Regions from separate parts of the Mus musculus genome. Here region 1 is linked to region 2. The links are chromatin contacts, called in public Hi-C maps. All regions are on one chromosome and are shown on one strand. The core of a region is the stretch at or near the end of the contact, and the rest is flanking DNA. Distances in the headings are between cores, read along the strand shown. Region 1 overlaps Gng7 (guanine nucleotide binding protein (G protein), gamma 7). Region 2 overlaps Dot1l (DOT1-like, histone H3 methyltransferase (S. cerevisiae)).

What was found. Hi-C and Micro-C count contacts between places; a contact is called where the count stands out from the background.
Region 1: a Hi-C map of bone marrow-derived macrophages shows a contact between it and region 2, with 34 read pairs. The contact joins two enhancer-like sites. A contact is called at or near these places in 8 of 39 promoter capture datasets (the C10 cell line, the HPC-7 cell line, HPC-7-derived erythroid cells and 5 more), 1 of 15 datasets of contacts at CTCF or cohesin (large pre-B cells), 3 of 484 Hi-C or Micro-C datasets (bone marrow-derived macrophages, cortical neurons and pre-B cells), 4 of 115 datasets of contacts at active chromatin or transcription factors (cardiomyocytes, embryonic stem cells, epiblast stem cells and 1 more) and 3 of 9 other capture datasets (adipose tissue, embryonic stem cells and pancreatic islet).

The regions. Positions count from the first base shown.
Region 1 is chr10:80,991,843-80,998,328 of GRCm38.p6, reverse strand. It overlaps Gng7 (guanine nucleotide binding protein (G protein), gamma 7), which reads left to right. Exons shown (of 4, transcript NM_010319.3): 2 at 285-337. Among named protein-coding and RNA genes, the nearest start is that of Gng7, 20 kb to the left of the region's middle. Within about 2 kb of position 2,903, at least 23 of the 459 cell types and tissues checked have an H3K27ac peak or open chromatin away from gene starts, as enhancers often do. A contact at or near this core is called in bone marrow-derived macrophages and cortical neurons, where this site is marked.
Region 2 is chr10:80,770,299-80,776,571 of GRCm38.p6, reverse strand. Dot1l (DOT1-like, histone H3 methyltransferase (S. cerevisiae)) reads right to left here. Exons shown (of 28, transcript NM_199322.2): 5 at 5,206-5,434; 6 at 3,374-3,468; 7 at 2,804-2,866. Among named protein-coding and RNA genes, the nearest start is that of Dot1l, 18 kb to the right of the region's middle. RefSeq lists an enhancer at 1,573-2,761. Within about 2 kb of position 2,566, at least 130 of the 459 cell types and tissues checked have an H3K27ac peak or open chromatin away from gene starts, as enhancers often do. A contact at or near this core is called in bone marrow-derived macrophages and cortical neurons, where this site is marked.

The sequences.
Region 1 (6,486 bases), core at 1,654-4,153, 220 kb before region 2:
AGTTCTGCAGACAAATGTCTCATACTCACCCACTCCCACCCGCGATTTCCCTTTCAAATGCGCGGGAGATTAATTATGAATTCCGCCTCATCCTTTTAGCAAATTGCTGTTCCCAGCAAGCCGCCCACACGGGAACCGAAGCCCACAGTTTGTCGGGGCCTCAGGAGCAGCTGGTTGAGGGTTCCTGTCGCTGCCTGAGCCAGACGTGACCTCCCATCCAGAGACCCAGACACTAGCCTGGCACCCTGCGGTGCCTAATTAATGGACAGTGTTTCTCTTTTCAGGGTGTGAAGCCTTTCTATTGGAACCTCAGTGCTGGGACGGTGGGACGGTGCAGGTAGGTGCTGTGCTCGCGGCATTGAAGACTGGGTGGGAGAGGGGCGTCAAGGTGGCTGTGGGGGCGTTGGGCTGTCCAGGATCATGCAGAGATCATGCAGGATGGGGTCTCGATGCCTGGCAACACGGCGTGGATGTTCTGAGGGAGGCCATGGTGCTGTGTGGGGTGATCTCGACCTCAGACAGGGTCAGGGTGCAAAGGTTACAGCCATGCAGTCAGTCTCTTAGCTGTCTTGGTTCCACCCCAAGATGCTTTGGGCCCGCATCCCGTTTCCCACACCTATTTTGGCACCCCGTTTCCCACATCCCATGTTCCCTGCACCCCATATTCTGAACTCATGGGTTGAGGCTCCTTAGACCTAAAAGCTGGATGTGTTCAGTCGTGATGTGCCTTTGAGATTTGGCTTTGTTTTCTGGGTGTGTGAGGAAACCTGCAAGATTGATACTTTGAGGAGAAAAGGTTTCGTTTTGACTACCAGTCCTGTTGAAAACTTGCGAGGTTAGTCTGTTTCTGTGCCTGTGTCAAAGTGCCCAAGGCTGCAGCTGCTTTAGAAGGGAAAAGGTTTGCTGAGGCTCAGGATCGAGTATGAGCTGCATCGTCTTAATTGATTCCTGTGACTGTTACAAACTGCCTAAGGCTGGAGCCATTATAAAGAAAAAATTTGTTTGGACTCTCAGTTCAGAAGGGAGGGCAGTGTGTCGTGTTGGAAGATCACCTGGCAACAGACTGAGGCCAGGCCTGGGCTGTTAATGTTTTGTTTTGAGAAAGTGTCTCATTATGTAGTCCAGGCTGGCCTGGAACTTGCAGAAACCCTCTTGCCTCTGCCTCTTGAATGCTAGGGCCTGTGCCAGCACAGCCTTCCTTGATTGTGGCCACAAATTCTCTCTGGTAGACCCTTGAGTGTTGGAATTGAACAAATGCCCACCATGGGGCATAAGAAATGGCTCAGTGGCTACAGCACTAGCTGTTCCCATAGAGAGCCCAGGTTCAAGTCCCAGCACCCACACATGGGCTCCCAACTCTATGACTCCAGCTCCGGAGGAAACAGGACGACCCCTTCTGGGTGCTTCGGATACTGCACACATATGTAGGGACACACATTTCATTGAAGATATAAAAAAGTATAAGAATACTTTCGTCTGTATGTCTGTCCAAATGTTAAGAGTATATTAGAAGCCACGTCTGCACTACTTGATTGTGCGACTCACCCCACCAGAACATAACCACACAAGGGCTTGGGATTGGGTGCAGTCACGCGCTCTTGTCTCCCAACACCCGGAAGTGGAAGCAGGAGGATCTGGAGTTCAAGGTCATCCGCAGCTTCAAAGTGAATTGGAATCTGAGACCAACCTGGGCCACCTTTCTCTCTAAAAAATAAAGGAAAATTTAAAAGGTCAGCTCAGCATGGTGGCGCATGCCTTTAGTCCCAGCACCTGGGAGGCAGAGGCAGGAGGATTTCTGTGAGTTTGAGGCTAGCCTGGCCTACCCAGTGAGCTCTTATCTCAAAAAACAAAACATTAAATTTGGCTTTTATATTGTCAGGGTACCCCGTGTGACATCAGGGCACATCGTGGCAGGCATGATGGAGAAGCCCCGATGTGGGGCGGACATGAGGCTGTGGGTGTCACTTAGGGTTCAGTGTGCCCCACAGAGAAGCCTCCAGGGCTGAGTCCCTGACCTTGGGGACCTACCAAGGAGCTCCTGATATGAAGACTTTTCTGTTGCAGAAGAAGCAGTCTTTCTTTCAGGAGCTCCACACAGAGTGGGCTGAAAGATAACTCCTGAATTTTTTATTCTTTCTTTGTCTTTTTTTGTTTTGTTTTGGTTTGGTATTTTGAGTTTGTTTTTCAAGACAGGGTTTCTCTGTGTAGCCCTGGCTGTCCTGGAACTCACTCTGTAGACCAGCCTGGCCTCGAACTCAGAAATCTGCCTGCCTCTGCCTCCCAAGTGCTGGGATTAAAGGCGTGCACCACCTTTGCCTGGCCTTTTTGATTTTTTTGAGACAGGGTTTCTATGTAGTCCTGGCTGTCCTGGAACTTGCTCTATAGTCAAGGCTGGTCTCTCAATTCAGAGATCTTCCTGCTTCTGCCTCCTGAGTGCTGGGATTAAGGTGTGCACAACCACACCCAGGATCTTTAATTTTTTTATTTTAATTTTATGTGCATTGCTGTTTTGCCTACATTTGTGTCTGAGTAAGGGTGCCTGGTCCCCTGGAACTGGATTTATGGGTGTTTGTGAGCTGTCATGTGGTTACTGGGAACTAACCAAGATACACTGTGAGAGTAGCTGGTGCTCTAACCACTGAGCTGTTAGTTCATTCCAGTGTCGGCACTTTAAAAAATTACTACATGTATTTATGTGGGCACGTGCGCATGTCCTGAAGCATGTATGGAAATTTACGGGACAATTTGTAGGAGCCTGGCCTCTCCTTTCCCGATGGGGAGTCGAACTCAGGTCTTCTGGCTTGATGACCAGTGTATTTATTGCTGAGCCATCTCCCTCATCATTTTGTGCAAGTTTGGCCGGGATAGCAAACAATGTCTGCTGTTACCACGTGTGACCACTAGGGGGCAGGAGAGATCCGTGCGTTTCTGCACCGCAGCACACAGGGGAGGCGTCAATGGGTTGTGTATCTCATACAAAGCTTGGAAAAGGAAAAGTGGAGGCTGACTCCGCCGTCCACGATCCTGGGGTGACAATCACCACTCCATGCCCCCCAACCCCATGGACAAAACGAAGCTCGAGAACATGTGGCAGGATGTGGGTGGGAAGCTCCTGTCACAAAGTCAGCGGACACAGTCAGCTCAGCACCCTGCAGACCCAGGGATGTCAGGAGAAAATAGCATGGCCACAGAGCCGCTCGGGAACCCTTCTCCATAAAACCTTGACGCTCGGGGGATCCACGTGAGCTCGGAGCCCCGGAGCAGCCCCAGTACAAGGTGTTTCTTCAAGTTCCCATTTTTCTTGCAATTTGGGGACATTTTTGCTGGGAACATGACTGGTGCCTTTTGTCAGGAACCGCCCTTGTGCAGGTGGCTCAATCTCTGGCTTCCACACACACACACACGCCCTTGGCTGCTCACCCTCCGGGTCTGTTCCAGGTGTGTTAAAATTGTGCTGTTATTGGGCCTCTGTGGACAGGCTGTCCTGGGAACACACCACAGAGATACAGGTCTGTGGTGCTTGGCTCACAAGGTCATAGCAGCTGCCAGAACACCAAACATGCCCAGTGCTTTGTCACAGTGTGTTCACATTGTGTCTCAGCAGGAGTGTCCCCTGATGTGACCTAGAGGCTTCTCCTTGCACAGTCTGCAGCTCAGAAGTCCAGAAACTTCTCAGAGCATTGAGGACTTCGAGTGTGACATTTACTCTGAGAAACAAGATGTGTTAGTGTGATCCTACCCCACGCTTCAGGGGATCCTAGGTGACATCTAGGGACATGTGCAGCTGTCACTCTGGGAGTGCTTCTGGCATGGGGGTGGAGACTGTAGAAGCTGTTGTGTTCTGTAGGGTCAAGGACACCCTACAGAGGACAACTTTGAGTAGTGTCTCCAGCACCTGGGGACACTGATGCTTTTTTTTGTTTGTTTGTTTTTGTTTGTTTGTTGTTGGTTTTTTTTTTGTTTTTTTTTTACTTTTTGAGACAGGGTTTCTCTGTGTAGACCTGGCTGTCCTGGAACTCACTTTGTAGACCAGGCTGGCCTCGAACTCAGAAATCCGCCTGCCTCTGCCTCCCAAGTGCTGGGATTAAAGGCGTGCACCACCACTGCCCGGCTGGGACACTTAAACATTTACTGGAGTAGAATATGTCACCGGGACAGGGGACTGACCCTCTTTTCTCTCGTGGCTTAGTGTGTGGGTTTCCATGTGAGCAGGACCTCAGTGGGAGCAGGTGGTTGGGTGGCACAGAGTCTCCAGGGTCCCTGGGAACCCCTAAGCCAGGACATCTGTGCTGAGGACAAGCTATCCCTTTTGCCCATCAGAATTGGTGGAGACTATTGCAGGGACACAGACCCTGACCAAGAATGACCCAGCCCCAAGCATCCACAGTGCCGCTGACCATGGAAGAAGAAGCGTCTGTGTTGTTTGAGACTCCGTTTCCTATAGCCTAGGCAAGCTTCAGATACTCTTTATGTGGCTAATGACGACATCGGGGCTCTTGATCCTCCTGTCTGCACCTCCTGAGTGCTCTGTGACACGTGTGTACCACCACATGCTAGGGACAGAGCCCAGGGCTTCATGAATGCCAGGCAACTGAGCTACAAGTACCCCACCAACCAAGCTACAAGCACCCCACTGACTGAGCTGCACCCCCATCTCAGGATCACTGTCTTTATTTTCTACAATGCCCTCTGGTCCCCTTCCAAGCCCCGGCAAGCAGCTCACTCCTTGAAACGCCATGCACCCAATTTACCATTTGAAAATCGAGATCCAGAGAAATCTGCACAGAAAGAGCTAGAAGTTTCCTCTGCAGTGGATGCTGTTGCTAAGCAACCACCTGAAGCATCAGCTTCCCCCAGAGTGGTGCTGATGCAGGAATAGGTCATTCTTGGATTTGCTGGGCCCCAGCCTCTGTTGACTCAGTGCACATGGGGGTGACAGTCATGTACGATGATGTGTCAGGGGTGGTGGAGACACAGGGGAGTCAGCAGAGGCTAGATACAGCTCACCTGCAGTGGGTGGAAGGCATCCCACAACACCCCAGGTCCACGCCAGTGTCTGCAGAGCTGGACCCTTGCCTTGATTTAAGATTATCCTTATTTGTGTGGGGGAGGGGGTGTGCAGCACAGACAGAGGCCAGAAGGGGCGTCATCGGGTCCCCTGGAGTTGGAGTCATAGGTAGTTGTGAGTAGCCATGTGGGAACCTCTGCAAAAGCAGGCAGGGCTTTTGTCCTTATTTTCTACAATGCCCTCTGGTCTCCTTCTGAGCCCCTGCAAGCAGCTCACTCCTTGAAAGCCCATGCACCCAATTTACCATTTGAAAATCGAGATCCAGAGAATCCAGGCCCCCTCAGGCATTTATTTCCCAAGCCAGGAACCCCAGCTTGGGTTTCTTACATTACTGCCTCTTGGGTTTAGTTCACAGCAGCTGCTGGGTCCCCACCTGGATAACACACCTGGTTGCATCCATCCTGATGTGCCACCAACCTCTTACCTTCCCCTCATTGCCCATGGCTCAGGGACACCTATACTCCAGGCACCTGAGCACAGACAGCCCAGCCTGCAGCCTGCATAGGTGTCTGCTCCATCCCAGTGTGTGTGCATGCGTGTGTGTGTGTGTGTGTGTGTGTGTGTGTGTGTGTGCCTGCGTGCAGGTGTGTGTGCGCATGCGCTTGTGTATGTTGGGGGCTATATATGTGCTGGGCCTCTGTCCCCCAGGTGCCTGATCTTTATTCCAAGTTATCCATGAAAGAGGAATTCTCATTACGAGCTGGGAATGAGGAAGTGGCTCAGTGTGTGGAGTCTTTGCTGGCTGGGCTAGTATGAAGACGTGAGTTCAAATCTCCAGCATGAATGTAAAAAGTTGGCTGCAGCTAGAACCTATGGTGGTCCCAGCCAGGAAAGGTGGAGGCAGGAGGATTCCTGGGATCCTGGCCAAACAGCCCAGCTTAACAGATGAGCCCTAGGCTCGCTGAGACCCTGTCTCAAGGAGCAACTTGAAGTTGCCAGCTGAGGTGAAGGAGAGAGGCTTGGACAGGAGCAAGCCTGCTGTGTTAAGGACAGTGGATGGAGCCCCTGGGCAGCATGCCTGCCACACCACAAGAAGAGGTAAAGATTTCATGAGGCTTCCCTGGCTGAGTCAGCTGTGAGCCTCCTGGTATGCCACATGCTGTCCCCATCACTCTGACACATTGTGCTGAATCAGGACTGTGCTGAGCACACAGTCCCCACAACCCAGGAGCCCAGCAACCCTGGAGCCCAGGAGCCCAGCAACAGCAGGAGGGACAGAGGACAGGGTAGGGTAGTGGTGAACATGGGGCCTTGAAGTCAGAGGCTCTGGCTTTGCTCAGACCAGGTGGCACGGTGACTCCTGGTTGTGCCTCATGTGTGGGACCCACTTAGTATCAAGGGTAGGATGTCTTGGACCCTGCAGGCTGCTGAGCAGCTCCATCAGTGTGTCAGCCACAGCGTCCCTAGAAGTCCTTCTG
Region 2 (6,273 bases), core at 1,317-3,816:
GCTAGGACAAGGCTGAACCTGCCCGGGGATAGCTGCACAGCCTCTGAGCACAGTCCCGGCCCAGCCCACTTCTTCACCCCTCAATGACCTTCGGAATCTTCTTTGCTCTGTTGTATAGAATATTCAAGACCTAGGGAAGGGGGCTTAAGTCAAGTCCCCCAAATTCAGGGCAATCTCTGGGCCCTAGGGGATCTGTTCTCTGGGACTCCAACTTCCCAACAGGTGGAGGCTTCTAATCTAAACCACTGGAGTCAGAAACCAAGGCCCTGCCCCATTTTTACAGCACAGCCTGAGCTGATGGACACTGCTGTGTGTCCACTTACACCTTGGGTCTTGTGTTTCAGAATTTCTGGATAAGAACACCCTACCAGTGTGCTTTGAGATTTCTAGGGAGAGTTCTACATGCCCTGATGGTCTCCCTGGCTCCTCTGTGGGCCTTGCCTGTGGCTGACGGCTGGGTCCTGGCCCTGCAGCTATAGGAATGACAGTGGGCTGACTCCACTCCAGGAATCTGATGTGTGCCTGCTATAGCCTCTGGAGCCCACTGTCCAGAACGGTCCTCACCCTGCAGCCGTGTCAAGTGTGGAACCAGAATTCCTCCCCCTGCAGAGCCCAGTGCTGTCCTGGCAAGCCAGGCAAGGAAGACAGCTAATCTGTGGCCAGGAACTCTCAAATTCCGGCCATCTGGCCAGGGACACAAACTGTCCTGCAGGGAAGCCTCTCTAGTCAAGAAATCCTTGAAACAAAGCACAGGCACTAGGCCTCCCCTCCTTCATATAAAGCAAGAAGGGTCACTAAGAGACACTGTCACACCAGCCAAGCTGCTGAGCTACCAGGGAGAGGCTCAGACCTGAGCCACCTGGAAAATACACTCTCCAGCCTCACACTGCCTGGAGGCTGTGCAGTACACTCCAGGTTCCCAGCTTTCAGACTGTCACCCATGCTGGGAAGAGCCTTGATGATGCAGCTGTCATTTCTGTTCCTCTAAGTAAACCCTCACCCACACTCCTGTAAGTAACCCCCAAAAAACTTAAAGAGTTCACCAAGCTGGTCACTTGGTTCCCTATCTGGAAAACATGTTTCCCAAGGAAGTATCATACACATAGCCACCAGCACAGAAAAGGCAAGTGGGGGTGGGGGGAGCATGCAGCAAGTCAGCATCTCTGAAATGAGTGGAGAAGAATGACATGAGCCCCACAGAAGCCTGGGAAAGGCCAGAAAAGGTTACAGTGAATGAGACCCAAGTCACCATGCCGGACACAGATTCAGCAACTCCAAGAACCCATCCACTCAGCCGGGAGCACACAAGAAGGGAGGTGCTAAGATCCAGATACAGTCCCAGGCACACTCCCTACGGGAATGCCTCAGCAGGACACTTTGCCCCATGGGACACTTTGGCACACCCAACTCCTATGATGGGGATGCCTAGGCAAGCTAAGGCCAGCATCCCAGGAGTCACGGGCTACTCCACTATCCTCCAGGGTCAGTAGTCACAACCCAGAGGCAACTCTGAGAGGAACTAATCACATACTGTACAACTGTGGCTTCAAGGGTGATAGGAAGTCACCTGACATCACCAAGCCCAAGAATGTGAAGAGGTACAGTCAGCAGAGATGAGTATGGCCCAATGTCTGTCCCAAACTGGATTAGGGCACTTGGAGGATGGGAGAGAGGAGCCCCAAAAGGAGCCTGGAAGCTGGTGTGGGCTGGGAAAGAGCCAGGCTCCATTCAGCCACTAGAGGGAGTAGCTGAGCAGAGAAGCAGGCTGAAGCACAGTAAGGCTTGCATGGTGGGTGGCAGTATCTCTGGCATGAGGCAGTTCTGGGCTATTTTTAGGCTCCCCTGGTTTTTCTCCTGCCTGCTTCTGATTAGCAGAAGGCAGGGCTCACAGCTTGCCAAGCAGACACAGCATCAAAGCCGTAGCACTGTGCAGGCCAGGCAGGTGCTGACAGGTCAGGCAGGCGCCTACACAGCCTTCTGGAAAAGGCTGGCAGTCACTAAAGGTACCATAGGAAGCCAGAGTGGACACAAGCAGAGGCCCACAGTCACTCTCTATTTCTGCTGCCAGTGTGTGTGTTACAGTCACCAAGGCCTCAAGAACCATTCTTTCCCTTAGTCCTTCTCCCAGCCATAAGCCTGAGGCCCATGAGGAACCAACAGCCAACATGACTAACAGCTGCCAGCCACATTGTGGACTTCAACCACATGGGCCAGGTCATTTAACAATGACAAGCTGAGGAGGAAAAAGTGACCAGGAAGCCACTCAGGACTGGCAGGGTCTTCCTGAAAGCTGTGGCAATGACCAACAATTCCTCTGTGGTTGTGGAGCTAACAGGCCCCCAGCAAAAGCACAAGACGTCATCACCGTTAAAGTGCATGAGGAAGGCACAGAAAGTCACTGCAGGTTGCCCCTCCCAGCTGGCCCACAAGATGGCCTAGCCAGATCTCTGCATCCCAATGGTCTTAACTCTTACACCCTTAATGCCACAGGCTACACTGGGGTACAGCTCAGCAGAAGTGTGTCTGCCCAGTTTGTGGGTTTTGGCTCTACCAAGCTAAGCATCTGCCACCAAGGTCCAAGGTCAGCATGTGCTAAGGATGGGTGCCCAGGCCGGGAAAGCAGGGAAGAACAGGACTCCGTTAAGGCTCTACAGCCTGCTCCAAAGACTGCACTTGCTGTCACAGAGGGCCATGGCCACAGAAGACCATATACGGTCACTGGGCAAAACTGACAGTGGTTGAGAGAGAAAGGGAAGGGGCTGGGCTGGGACAGAGGCCGAGGGCATGGAGCGATGGCACTCACTGTGTATTCTGCATGCTTTTTTCCATACCATTTCATCCACTTCCTGAACTCTCGGTCCATGGTCTGAGGGGAAAAAAGGCATACAATCTGTTACAAACTCAGGGAGGCCAAGGCAGTGGAAGGTCCACAGGCTCTGCAAGATGACACTGAACAAGATAATGGTACCTATCTACAGCGACCCTGCTGTGGTGCACACGGAGAAGGAAGGGAAGTTGGGGGGTGTGCAATCAGAGGCCATGGTAGAGTCACAAGGTTCCCAACCCTTCAACAGAGCCCCAAGATCATCCTCTCCAGCCCCAGCAAGGCTGAACCCCATCCTGGGTGGAACAGGGGCTGGGGGTGGGGAACACATCCACAGGAATGTGCCCTAACAATTCATAGGAGCTCATCCTCTCTCCTGAGGAGGCAGCCATTCCCACCAGGACTACACGGTGTGCTCATGCTGCAGAGGCCACCAGGAACACACAGGTACTCTTAGAAATACTGGGTATCACAAACACAGACGCTCTTGGCCTGGAAGATGTGCCCAGACAGAGAAGCCCTAAGCAGCAAGCACATGTGACTGCTCACCTCTGCGTACTTGGCTGGGATGTCCGCTTTCTCCACTCCGTAGTGATGTTTGCAGTTGGTGGCCGCAGCAACCTGAAGGACAACCTGCCCCACACCTTCAGCCAGAGAGACATACGTCAGAGTCTGTGTGACCTCCACAGAGACCCAGTGGCCTCAGCCACATGACAATGTCCCTTGGTGTCAGAAAGAAAGCCATTCAAAGGCACAGACCTCTCACCAGAGGATGCCTGTGCCACTCTAGGACCCACAGTGCTATGTGTGAAACTGTAACCCTCAGCAGTTTGGCAGGGCCTGGCTGTTCCCACATGGAGATGGCCCTCAGAAAGACCCTTCTTCACCTGAGTCATCTCCTGGACAGCTGTAACTACTGAGGTCAGCAGGTACCCTGACCTAACATGTCTGCTCAGGGATGGGAAACCCCAGAGGCTGCAAGAGTTGGTGACTGGCACCTGTTGGCCCCAAGCAGAGAAGCTAGGTCAAGGGTCGAGGCTCTGAGAAGGCTGAACACCACCACACCCCCCCACCACTCCTGCTTACAGACCAATTCCACATTTCAGGCACGGGCCACCTGACTGTCCTGGGCACAATGTTTTCAGTAATAAATAGCATGCTGCTAGAACCCACAGGCTAGAAAAGCCACATCTGACACACAAGTATCATAGGAGATGCAGGGCCTGGCTGGAAGGCATCCCCTACACAGTGTCAGTCGAGTGAGCCTCTAAGTCACAGTGCCTCAGGATAGACTCTCAAAAGTTAGGGACCCAGGAGGCTCAACCCTCGCAGCTGGATTAGCAGCTTTTAAAAGAGCTGGAGACAACAACTATGTCTTTTCCAGCCTCCACATCCTGCTCCATCAGGCACAGGAGAGATGGCCTGTACTTGACAGTTTTATGTCAACTTGACACAAGCTACAGTTATCTGGAAAGAAGGAACCTCAATTCAGAAAATGCCTCCATAAGATCTGTCTGTGTCTTAATTAGTGACTGATAGGGAAGGACCCAGAACATTGTGGTGGTCCTGGGTTCTATAGGCTGCAGGCTGAGTGTGGTGGTGCACATCTTTAGTCCCAGCACTCAGAGGCCAAGGCAGGTGGATCTCTGTGAGTTTGAAGCCAGCCTGGTCTACAAACAGGGTTTCAGGACAGCCAAGGCTACCCAGAAAAAAAACCTATCCTGATAAACCAAGAGAGGGAGGGAGGGAAGGGAGGAAGGAAGGCATAAAGACAGAAAGCTGACTGAGAATGCCATAGGGAGCAAGCCAGTAAGTAATACCCTCCATGACCTCCACATCAATCAGCTGCAGGAGCTGCCTCCAGGTTCCTGCCCCATTTGGGTTCCTGTCCTGACTTCCTTCAGTACTCTGATTTGGAAGTGTAAGCCAAGAAACCCATTCCTTCCCAGCTTGCTTTTGGTCATGGGATTTCATGGAAGCAATAAACCCTAAGACATGCCCCAAGAAAAGTGTCAGTCGAGTGAACCACAACCATGCAGGCAGTCCAGCAACACTGCTGTCTGTATATGTGACTGTCTGTCTGTGTGCATGTGTCAGTGTCTGAACCAAGTGTATAGTAGCACAGAGCCATGACCAGACACCTCAGGAATACGATTCTGGTTAAGCAGCCACAACCCAAGAGCCACTAGGTCAAAAGCTGGAGCAAGGGTGAAAGGAGGCCCAGGGCAGAGGGCTCTGGGAGAAGGCTGAGCAGGGAGGTGGCAGCAGGAGCCTCGCTCAGCCAGTGTCCTCTGTGAAAAGACCCTTTTGGGACTCATGGGCAGCCTTGACTTTTTTTGGGACTCAAGGTCGGCTCAAAGACCATGCTGCAAGACACTCACCACTGCCCAGGTCGACAAACAGGTCATCCTCTGTCATCTTGATCTCATCAATCATCTGGGCCACCAGGTCAAAGGAGGTCTCCCCATACACCTCAGGGGAGAAGGGCTCGTAGTTGTTAAGCTTCTCCGGGTCAGTGACAGAGTGGTTATATACCTGCTGCAGGATGTGCCGCAGAAGTCCATTGGACGGCCGAGTATTCAGCTTCATGGGCTGTGTAGTGCCCTTCCACTGGGGACAAGAGTAGACATAACCCATTATACTCAACAGCAGCTAACAGCACACCTGTCTGGCATCCAAAACTGGGGAGGCTGGGGCAGGAGGAACACTGTCAGTTCAAGGCCAGCCTGAACTCCATGCTAAGATTCTGAATTAAAAACCCAAAAGGTTGCCAGGCACTAGTGTCACACACCTTTAATTCAGCATTTGGGAGGCAGAGGCAGATGGATCTCTGAATTGAAGCCAGCCTGTCTATAGCTTGAGTTCCAGGATAGCCAGGGCTACACCGAAAAACAATGTCTCGAAAAACCAAACAAACACACACAAAAGGTGTGCCTCAGTGATGAAGAGCATGCTTACTGAGTTTATCCCAAAGACCACAAACAGAAAACGACTCACAGCAATGCACAGAGCCAGTTCCCTACATATCACTCCTGGCACTTGGCTCTGACAACTCACCATAAAGGTCTATTTCTGACTGGACCTTTTAAGTTTCCTGGCCTAAGCCTGCCCCTAGGTTCCAGAAGTCGCACCTGGCTGAAGGCTCCTTAGCAGATATGCCCTCTCCCAGTGTGTACCTCAGACCCCCCCAGCATTAAGAGAGTCTTTAAGTCACAGGAAAATGAAAGCAGTGAAAAACTCAGCTCCTGACCACACCCTCAGGCTGGCCCTGCAAGTGCTCTTATCTGACCTGATCCACCAAATCAAAGGAGGGTTCCTGTGGTCTGAATTTGCTTGGCCCACGGAGTGGCAATATAAGCAGGTATGGCCTGGTCAGAGGTAGTATGTGACTGTGAGGGTGAGCTTTAAGACCCTCCTCCAGTGGTAGCGCACGCCTTTAATGCCGGCAC